3 separate regions of the Mus musculus genome follow, and regions 1 and 2 are each linked to region 3. A link is a contact called in public HiChIP or PLAC-seq and promoter capture Hi-C data. All regions are on one chromosome and are shown on one strand. Each heading gives the region's core, a stretch centred on a gene start, on an enhancer-like site or on the middle of the called end of the contact. The rest is flanking DNA. Distances are from core to core; before and after follow the strand shown.

Evidence for each region. Promoter capture Hi-C pulls out the DNA fragments that hold promoters and counts their contacts. HiChIP or PLAC-seq counts read pairs in DNA pulled down with a chosen protein or histone mark.
Region 1: an H3K27ac HiChIP or PLAC-seq map of embryonic stem cells shows a contact between it and region 3, with 2.5 times the contacts expected there. The contact joins the enhancer-like site here to the promoter of Nudt4 in region 3. A contact is called at or near these places in 5 of 39 promoter capture datasets (the C10 cell line, the HPC-7 cell line, hippocampal neurons and 2 more), 3 of 484 Hi-C or Micro-C datasets (B cells, the G1E-ER4 cell line and the N1E-115 cell line), 3 of 115 datasets of contacts at active chromatin or transcription factors (astrocytes, embryonic stem cells and pro-B cells) and 1 of 9 other capture datasets (liver).
Region 2: a promoter capture Hi-C map of pre-B cells shows a contact between it and region 3, with 4 times the contacts expected there. The contact joins the promoter of Tmcc3 here to the promoter of Nudt4 in region 3.

The regions. Positions count from the first base shown.
Region 1 is chr10:96,631,638-96,634,394 of GRCm38.p6, reverse strand. No RefSeq gene overlaps it. Among named protein-coding and RNA genes, the nearest start is that of Btg1, 16 kb to the right of the region's middle. Within about 2 kb of position 1,439, at least 84 of the 459 cell types and tissues checked have an H3K27ac peak or open chromatin away from gene starts, as enhancers often do. A contact at or near this core is called in embryonic stem cells and pro-B cells, where this site is marked.
Region 2 is chr10:94,513,147-94,516,126 of GRCm38.p6, reverse strand. Tmcc3 (transmembrane and coiled coil domains 3) reads right to left here and starts at 1,270. Exons shown (of 4, transcript NM_172051.3): 1 at 1,023-1,270. The coding sequence starts at 1,100. It overlaps Gm40743 (a long non-coding RNA gene), which reads left to right and starts at 1,248. Exons shown (of 3, transcript XR_871960.2): 1 at 1,248-1,439; 2 at 1,539-1,795.
Region 3 is chr10:95,562,819-95,565,518 of GRCm38.p6, reverse strand. Nudt4 (nudix (nucleoside diphosphate linked moiety X)-type motif 4) reads left to right here and starts at 1,373. Exons shown (of 5, transcript NM_027722.5): 1 at 1,373-1,857. The coding sequence starts at 1,762.

The DNA.
Region 1 (2,757 bases), core at 190-2,689, 1.1 Mb before region 3:
AGTCTTTCCAATGCTAACTGTACTCACCCTACCCTCCAGCAAACACCTATAGCCACCCCCACCCCCGAACCCTCGAAATAAATTTCTAGTGAAATAAAATCGTCATTGAAAATTATAAACATAAATGTAGGCAAAGGCCTACACACTCCACACACTTAGATAATATTTTCACCCAAACACTCCGAAATCTTGAACTGTGAAATAGCCAACTAAGTAGTTCCATTTCAATTAGCTTTACCAGGAGTTTACTGTATAACAGTGTTATGCTAGATTTAAATTTAAAAATAACTCTGCCCAACCACACATTTAGGCGTGTTTCTCTTTCATTCTACAGCAGAGTATTCTCCTAACTAGAGAAGTTCAGCTTGAGTGGGCGGGAAGAAGGGGAAAACAGTGAAATGGAGGCAGGACATTTCCCAGGAAAACCAAGGGCAAAAACACTTCTCATAGCCTGAGGATCCTGGCCAGCATTTTGATCAAGAGAATCAACTTTTGAGACACAGTGAAGCATCTGGGAAACCTTCTGGGAGACATAACACAGACTGTGGAAGCAAATATTAGCAGGTTCACCAGGCCGTAATCACCGCCGGTATCCATGGTGCTAAGGTTCAAATTAACATGGTTATTTTTCTTGTGTTGCCAAATTTAACATTGGGGAATTTTGGTTGTGGGCCTGTTATCATTAGGCAAACACACATACTGGTGTTGAAGCAAATTTTTAGATAATTGCACAGTGTTTATGAGAACAGATTTGGGGATTTAAGCATATACTCAAATACCCATGCCCCCAGATAAATACAGGTCTCCTGTCACCTTTGGTAAATGTTCATGTGGGTAAAATTTCTGATTCTGCATGTAATCTAAATACCATGACTACCAATATTTAGTGTTATCTCCCTCCCATTCTTTCTTCCTTTCTCTCTTTCTCTACAACCTTATCTCATTCTTAGTCAAGTGGTCGCAATTATCTGTCAATATCTACGACTTTAAGAAGCATCCTTTTGGTGTGGATCCAGGGGAGAGGAGAGGTTGGGAGGAACTGGGAGGAGTGGGGGGAGGGGAAACCACAATCAGAAACCAGAAAATGAAACCATAGAATGAATACATTAAAAAAAAAAAAACTATTTTCAAAACTGGAAAATGTTAAAAGGGGATCCTTTTGTAAGATCCAGAAAATCTTTCTGCCTCCATTTCAGACTTTCACAGAGGTGGCGAGAGTCACGACAGTGGTTTAATCTCTATGTCAACACACCAAGTGCTCAGGCCATCCCTCTGGAGTCAAAGGAAGGCCACCTAGAGAGAACTAATCCAGCCAGTGTGGGTAGGAACGATGAATCTCACTTCTTGGGCTAAGGAGTGAAACCAGGACAGAAGTCATGGTGAAATCTATTTTAGAAAGTACCAAGTGAATGAATCACGGAAATACTTTAAAATCTTCAGACCAAAGCTGGTTATTCATGCCTGAAGTTCCAGCTCTTGGGAAACTGAAGCAAGCGGGGTATGAGCCCGGGGCTATGTAACAAGACCTCAGAGACAAAAACAAGAGCCAGAGGTGGATGTGCAAGCCTTTAATCCCAGCAGTCGAGAGGCAGAGGCAGGGTGAGCTCTGTGAGGTGGAGGCCAGGTAATGAGTTTTTCCGGGACTGCTAGGGATATGCAGAAAGATCCCCATCTCAAACAAACAACTACTAGGCTGGGAGCAAGCATAGGTCAGACGCTAGACTGCCTGCCTAGCATTATCCCCTACGCTTATCCCCAATCCCTCATAAACTAGCAGTGTTGCAGGTGACTGTAATCCCAGCCCGTGGTGGGGTAGAGACAGGATCGTCAGAAGTTCAAGCATGTCCTTGGCTACTCAGTTAATTCAAGGCCAGCCTGGGATACATGACACCCTGTTTTAAAAGCAAAACACACTGGTGGCTGGAGAGACAGGTGGCTGAGGGTAAGAAGGATGCCTGCCTGCCTGCCTGCCTGCCCGATGCTCTCCTAGAGGACCCAAATTCAGATGACACACCCACCTGGCAACTCACAACTCACTTCCTATAATTCCAGCTCCAGGGGAGCAAACTGCTTCTTCCGGCCTATTCAAGGTAAGGTGTACATGTGGCATAGATACACTTGCATACACATAAATAGAAATACATCTTTTTTTTTAAATCAAAACAAAAAATTCTAACCGTGAAAAAAATAGAACCAAGAATAAAACAATATGCACATAGACAAATCTTAACATTGAAACTCTGTAACTCAATAGGCCATGTGACCCTGCCAGTAACTTAAGAAGGCGCTTTATGGTGAGATAGCTCTGAGGGTAAAGATTCCTGACAACCTGAGTTTGATCTTTGGAACCTATAGAAGGTGGAAGAAAAGGTCACAAAATTTGTCTTTTGACCTGCATACTTGCAGTGGCATGTGCACTCACACACACACACACACACACACACATAGCCACTAATAAACGAAAGAGAAGCTAAGTGTTCCAAGATTATTTATTGTATGACGAAGGCGATGTACCCTTACTCTTATCGCATACACACGAATGCCAAGGTCTTGAGATGACAACAAGAGCCTTTACTGTAATCCTGGATGCTCTAGAACAGATTTCTTGGGATAACTGAATTTTCCAGTTACCGAGACACGGTTTTTGTTTTCTTCCCTTGCTTGTATCATTATCCCGAGCAGTAAATCTCATTTCATATTTATTGCAGATGTCGAACTTTAAAGGAATCAGAATTACTTTTTAAAGTTTACCTCATC
Region 2 (2,980 bases), core at 21-2,520, 1.0 Mb after region 3:
TCCACCAAACTCATTAAATTTGTGGGTTTTTTTTTTTTAATCATTTTTCCTAAATTGATTAAGAGGCGCTAAAGTGAAAAGAGAAATGAGGTAAACATGCCACTTCTGGGAGAATCGACTACTGTTTCAAATTGTGACTGCATACCCACATTATATATAAGGGACCCCTGCATATGCCTATCACTTATGGCCGCAACTTGATCTTAGAGGTGGAAGGGTAGAAACTCTGCCCGGTCTATCTCTACGAACTTTATACAAGAAAGCCGACATCGAATCCCCAGTTCCTCGGACAAGCCAGAAGTTGGGAGGCTCAGAGAACAACTCCAGGTGCCGCCTGCCAGAGTGGAGGAGGTGCTGTTTCAAATGGCACTTTAGTCCGTCAAAAGAAGGGATGGGGGGGGGGGTGTCACATCCTTGCTGGACACTTGAGCTTCCCAAAAGGGAAAGTGTTCCTCAGGAGGGGCCCAGAGCTGGGGCTGTGGCCTCCGTCTTTATAGTGAAGCCCTCCATGGCCGGTCTCCACAGCTTGCTCAGAAGAGCTATTTTCGCTCACAGCCAAAATCAGCAACAGCAAATTAGGCTGCAAACCGTGGCGAAGGCACCCGCTCTGCACGGCTCCCAACTCCGGAGCGTCCATGCCGAGATCGACTTTTGACCTGGGCAGCGCGTCCCGGGCGTACAGTGCAGGGGACTCAGCTGCCAGGCAGGGGACGCAGCAGCAATGCAGAGCCCTGCAGGTGGCTGTGCCGGGAGGGAGCCAGACCCTGGGAGTCCCGGGGACCCGGCAGGCAGCGTGCGCTCTCTGGCGGGGAGGAGAGCCCGGCGACACCGTCGTGGAATAGGACTGGCTAGCCTCCGATTCCAGCGGTGGCCCAGCGTCCCCGGGCCGCAGGTTTTCCCCGGACCTTCCCGGCCGGGAGAGGCCGGCGTTGGGTTCTACGGTGCTGAGCCTCCGAGCCGACCCGGCCCGCGCCCTCCCCACGCAGACTCGCACCCCCGCGCCGCCCTGCGCGCGCCCTCACCCGGCTCTTGCAGCGGTGGTGCCGGCCGGGGTCTGAGTAGGTCCGGTCCACGGTGAGCGCCGTGTCGCTGCCCGGCATGTCTGCGCTTAGACTGACAACTTTGCGTCCTCCGGGGCTGCCGCTCCACTCGGCGCCGGGTGGCAGCTGCTCGCCGTGCTCCGCTCACCCTCGCCCCGGAGCCGCGGCCGAGGGGGTGGCGCGGGCCGCTGCAGCTGCTGCCGACACCCCGCGGCCCTGCGCCGCCGCCCGGGTGGGGAGGCGGGCGACAGTCTCCGCCCCTTTCCCCGCTCCCCGCCCCTGCGCCCGCGCGGCGCCTAGACCCGCTCCAGGTGCCGGGCTCAGCTGCCCTCCCTGCCTGCGAACGGGGCCCACGCGCTCCCACGCCTCTCCCGGCTCAGATGAGCGACGCTGGCACAGGTTATGGACCCACTTGAGTGTGATAAAAAAGACGGGTTTGAGCACACAGGAGGTTGCCGGATGCCTTAATGAAATATATATACATATTTCACTCAACAGGCACACTTACTTGCTGGACAGCTTTCCTGGACCTGGACAGTGGGCTAAGGATTCCAGGACGGAGGGGCATTTTCCCATCTAGTATTCCACGGAGCGGCACTCCCACTGTGTTGTGTATCTTAATTGTGCTTGTGTGACTCACTGTGTTGTAAGCTACTTTGAAACCGGGACATCTTTCCACTTGAGCGTTCTCTAGTCCCAGCGAGTGCTCCCTGCCCACAAGGAATTTGGAATCTGAAGAGAAAAAGTACTGATTGGTAATCAATGCGGTATCGGTTGCCTAACCCCCAAATTAACTACACAAGGTCCAGTGGTTTCGTGAGACGTGCCCCTGAGACCGGATTGGCAGGTTTTAAATCACTGATCCTAACAGGCTCAGAGTGCAGTGTGATCTGCCTACAGGGAGGGGAGGAGGTGTTTATCCCCCTAGCTGGCTGAGAGAAAACAGGTCTGTGCGTTGGGTGGGGGTGGGGGAGGGGACCCTCAAGGTGTCGGTTTAGTGGGTGTCTTCAGGCAAAAAGGGATCAGGTAGAAGAACGGAGAGTCGGGGGTAGGGGGTGGGGGGAATGTACTTTCAACATTAAGTTCAGCTTTGTTCTGTGGGTGTTTGGCAAGCTGCTGGGCTCCCTGAACCAGAAGTTGACAAGATCAGGATGGAAGTCTAAGACATCTATCTGATAGTCCTGTGAGAGGCATTGATGAAAGATAAAGAACTCTCGATAGGAGGCCTTTTCAAAGACTGAGGACAACCTGACCTATGTGTCATTCACTCACAAGGAGACCAGGGAACCAAGCATGTCGACTTAGTGGAGTATTAGACAAGTGTAGCAGTTGCGATGGCCCTCTGTGGAGTCATTTCTAGCATGTATAGTTAAGTGAAGAAAAGCAAGGTGCTGGAGAATATAGTGTTCTACCATTTATTGAAAGTGCAATGTGTATCATATCTATATAGAGAAATATAGATACATATACATACATACATATACATAAATATAGATATATGCCTGTGCTTATATATACACAGGGCACATTTCTGACAAGATAAAAAAAAAGCTACAGGAATAAGTGAACAAGCAGCTTAAGTTGGGAAAGGAGAACTGAGCAGCTACAGGGCAGATGGGAGGATTGTTTGTTTATTGATCGTTTTTTCACTGAGTATACATCTTAAATGTGGCCACAAAAGTAGAGTAAATTATTAAAACTTAAAAAGAATCAGAAACCTAATTTAAAGCCACTTAAAGGGGAAAAGAACCTTTAAAATAAAACACAAACAAACACACACACACACACAAAACGCATGCATACACACACACACCAGGCTCAGAGAGATTTTCAGGTAAATTCTTCCACGCAAAAAGCATAGATTGTGATGTGTGTGTGTGTGTGTGTGTGTGTGTGTGTGATTTCAGTTATGATGTCCAGAGAAGCTTTTGTGATAGGCC
Region 3 (2,700 bases), core at 124-2,623:
CCCCGTGATTGGTCACTAATTCTCTGTTCTTAGGTTCTTATTCGACTGGAGGGGCAGGGTCTGACCGGTTTTGTAAGATGCCAGAGCCTGGCACACCGGAGGCCTTCCAGGAATGAAAAACAAAACGGATGTGGCTGTCTAAACAGTTCTGTGGGAAGTGAAGCTCCTGTAGGTTAGGAGTTCGGGTTTTGAAATAGGGTCTCATGTAGACCAGTCTAGTCTCACCAGTTCTAAATGGCAGGGAATGGCCTTGAATTCCGAATCCTTCTGTTTTGGGCTCTCAAGTGCTGGGATCACATACCTGGGATTCCACACCTGATTTGGATTAGGGGTTTTCTTGAATTCCAGTGATGTCAGGTCTCCTACTTTTTTTCTTTTTCTTTCTTTTCTTTCTTTCTTTCTTTCTTTCTTTCTTTCTTTCTTTTTTTTTTTTTTTTTTTTGGTTTATGGTTTTAGGTTTTCGAGACAGAGTTTCCTCTGTATAGCCCTGGCTGTCCTGGAACTCACTCTGTAGACCAGGTTGGCCTTGAACTCAGAAATCTGCCTGCCTCTGGCTCCCAAGTGCTGGGATTAAAGGCGTGCACCACCACTGCCCACCGGTCTCCTACTTTCTATCTTGGCTCTTCAATAGCACTGAAATATTGGGAGTTGTTCCAAGTGCCTAAAACTGTAAGCTTCCAGACAACAAACATCCCACTGATTTACTGCTATGGCCTTACTTAGAATGAGATACACACAGAATAACAGCCATAACCAGTGTTCATGAATGCACTCTGGAGGGTCAGCGGAGGTGGGGATGCCACAACACAGACAACTGGCTATAGTCCACTTCAAAGCCTCAGCTGACTCTTCAAGAGCACATAAAAGCACTCTCATCGAAACAGAGGAAGTGGGGAGAGGGAGAAGGAAGGGGAGAGGAGAGAGAGAACTCAATGAATTTAACCTTCCTAGCCTTCACAAGCAATGCTAACCGCGATGCTTCAGTAGTCCTGCCATGGCTCCGGGGACCTTGGCTCCAGGACCCAGTACTGGGGTCCGTCCCTAAAGGGAACTCTATCGGACCTCTAAAACGGAGAACGAGGAGGTCTCTGCTCGCTTCCCTTCCCTGGCCTTGTACAAAGCGCACCCCCCCCCCCAAAAAAAAAAGGCCTCTGGAGCACTCGCCCGCGGGCAGGGCAGAGCTGGCGGAGCCCTAGACTTAGGCCTCGAGCCCCGCCCCCCGGCTGGTCGAAGCCGCGCCCCCAGCTCCCCACCCTACCCCCGCCCGGCAACGGTCCTGGCGCGCAGGCGCACTGGCGCGCCCAAAGGAGGGAGCGCGCCGGCGCGCGCGCGCGGGAGCCCCGCTTAAATGCGGGCGAAGGGGGCGGCGCGCATCCTCGGCGTCTCTGCCCGGTCTGCACCGTCGCTTCCAACTGTCTCCGCGTGGCACGAGCCACGAGCCGCGCTCTTCCCCCGGCGGCGGCGGCGGCGGCGGGTGCAAGCAAGGAGTGGCTGCGAGCGGCGGCGGGCTCCATGGAGAGCGGCGGGCGCCGGAGCAGAGGCGGCGCTTCCACCGCTGCGCCCGGACTGCAGTGACCCGCGTTCCGCCCCGCGTCCCGGCGGCCGCCCGGCCTCGCCGTCCGTGTCCGTGCCGCCGCCGCCGCCCGTCCCACCGGCGCCCGAGCATCGCGACTTCCTTCGGCCCGACTCCCCGGCGGGGTGGCGGCGGCCGGGTCCCCACGGTGGCGGCCGGAGCAGCGGCTGCAGGAGCCCGGCTCTAGGATGAAGTTCAAGCCCAACCAGACGCGGACGTACGACCGCGAGGGCTTCAAGAAGAGGGCGGCCTGCCTGTGCTTCCGCAGCGAGCAGGAGGACGAGGTAAGCGCGGGGACAAAGGCTGGCGACCGGGCTTCATCCCGCACCCCCCTGCACCGCCCGGGCCTGCGGGTCACCGGCAACCCCCACGCCCGGAGCTGGAGATCGGCCTCCGGGGTTCGCCAGCCTGCCTTTTAGACCTCCCATTAGGTCGCAAGCTGTTGGCTTCATTACGTAGATACCTCCTTTTGCAAAGCGGACTCCGCTTTTAAAGTTTTTCTGACGACCGAAAGATGGCCAGCGAGAGATGTGGAATGACGCCAGAAGGGACAAGATAGGCCAGGAACGGGGCGAAGTTGCCCTTTTCAGCCCGGCCATCTCTCGCTCTTCTGGTTTCTCAAGGCTGTTCTGCGGTGTGACTTGACATCTGGGAAGGAGCGGCGTGTGATTTTACCCGACCCTTCGCCCTGCTTTGGACGGATAGGGACCTTTGGAGTAATCTCTGGGAGAGCCTATTTTATTTCACTTCAGTTCTATTCGGTTTTAAAATGATTCCGTTTTCATCCTGCTCTGGATAGTTCAGTCACTTGGTAGCTGGGGGAAATCTTGTAGCGCTGCCACGCCTAAAATGAACTGATAGAGGAAAAAAAGTTAGCGTTCTGAGTTCTGCTTCTGTAGCCGCGTCCAGGGAAGCACCAAGCATAAAACTGGAGATGGGATCTAATGGCTTCCTTATTGCTAGCCCCTGAAGTTATGATAAGTATGACAGCGTACACTCAGTGGTGGTTAACAGATAGCCGCGTGCTTGAAAGTTAGGATCTTTAAACCGCTTTTGCTTTTTATTTATTTATTTTAAAGGTTGATTTGAAAGCTTCTAAGTGTTAAACCCAAATCCCGAAGGAACTT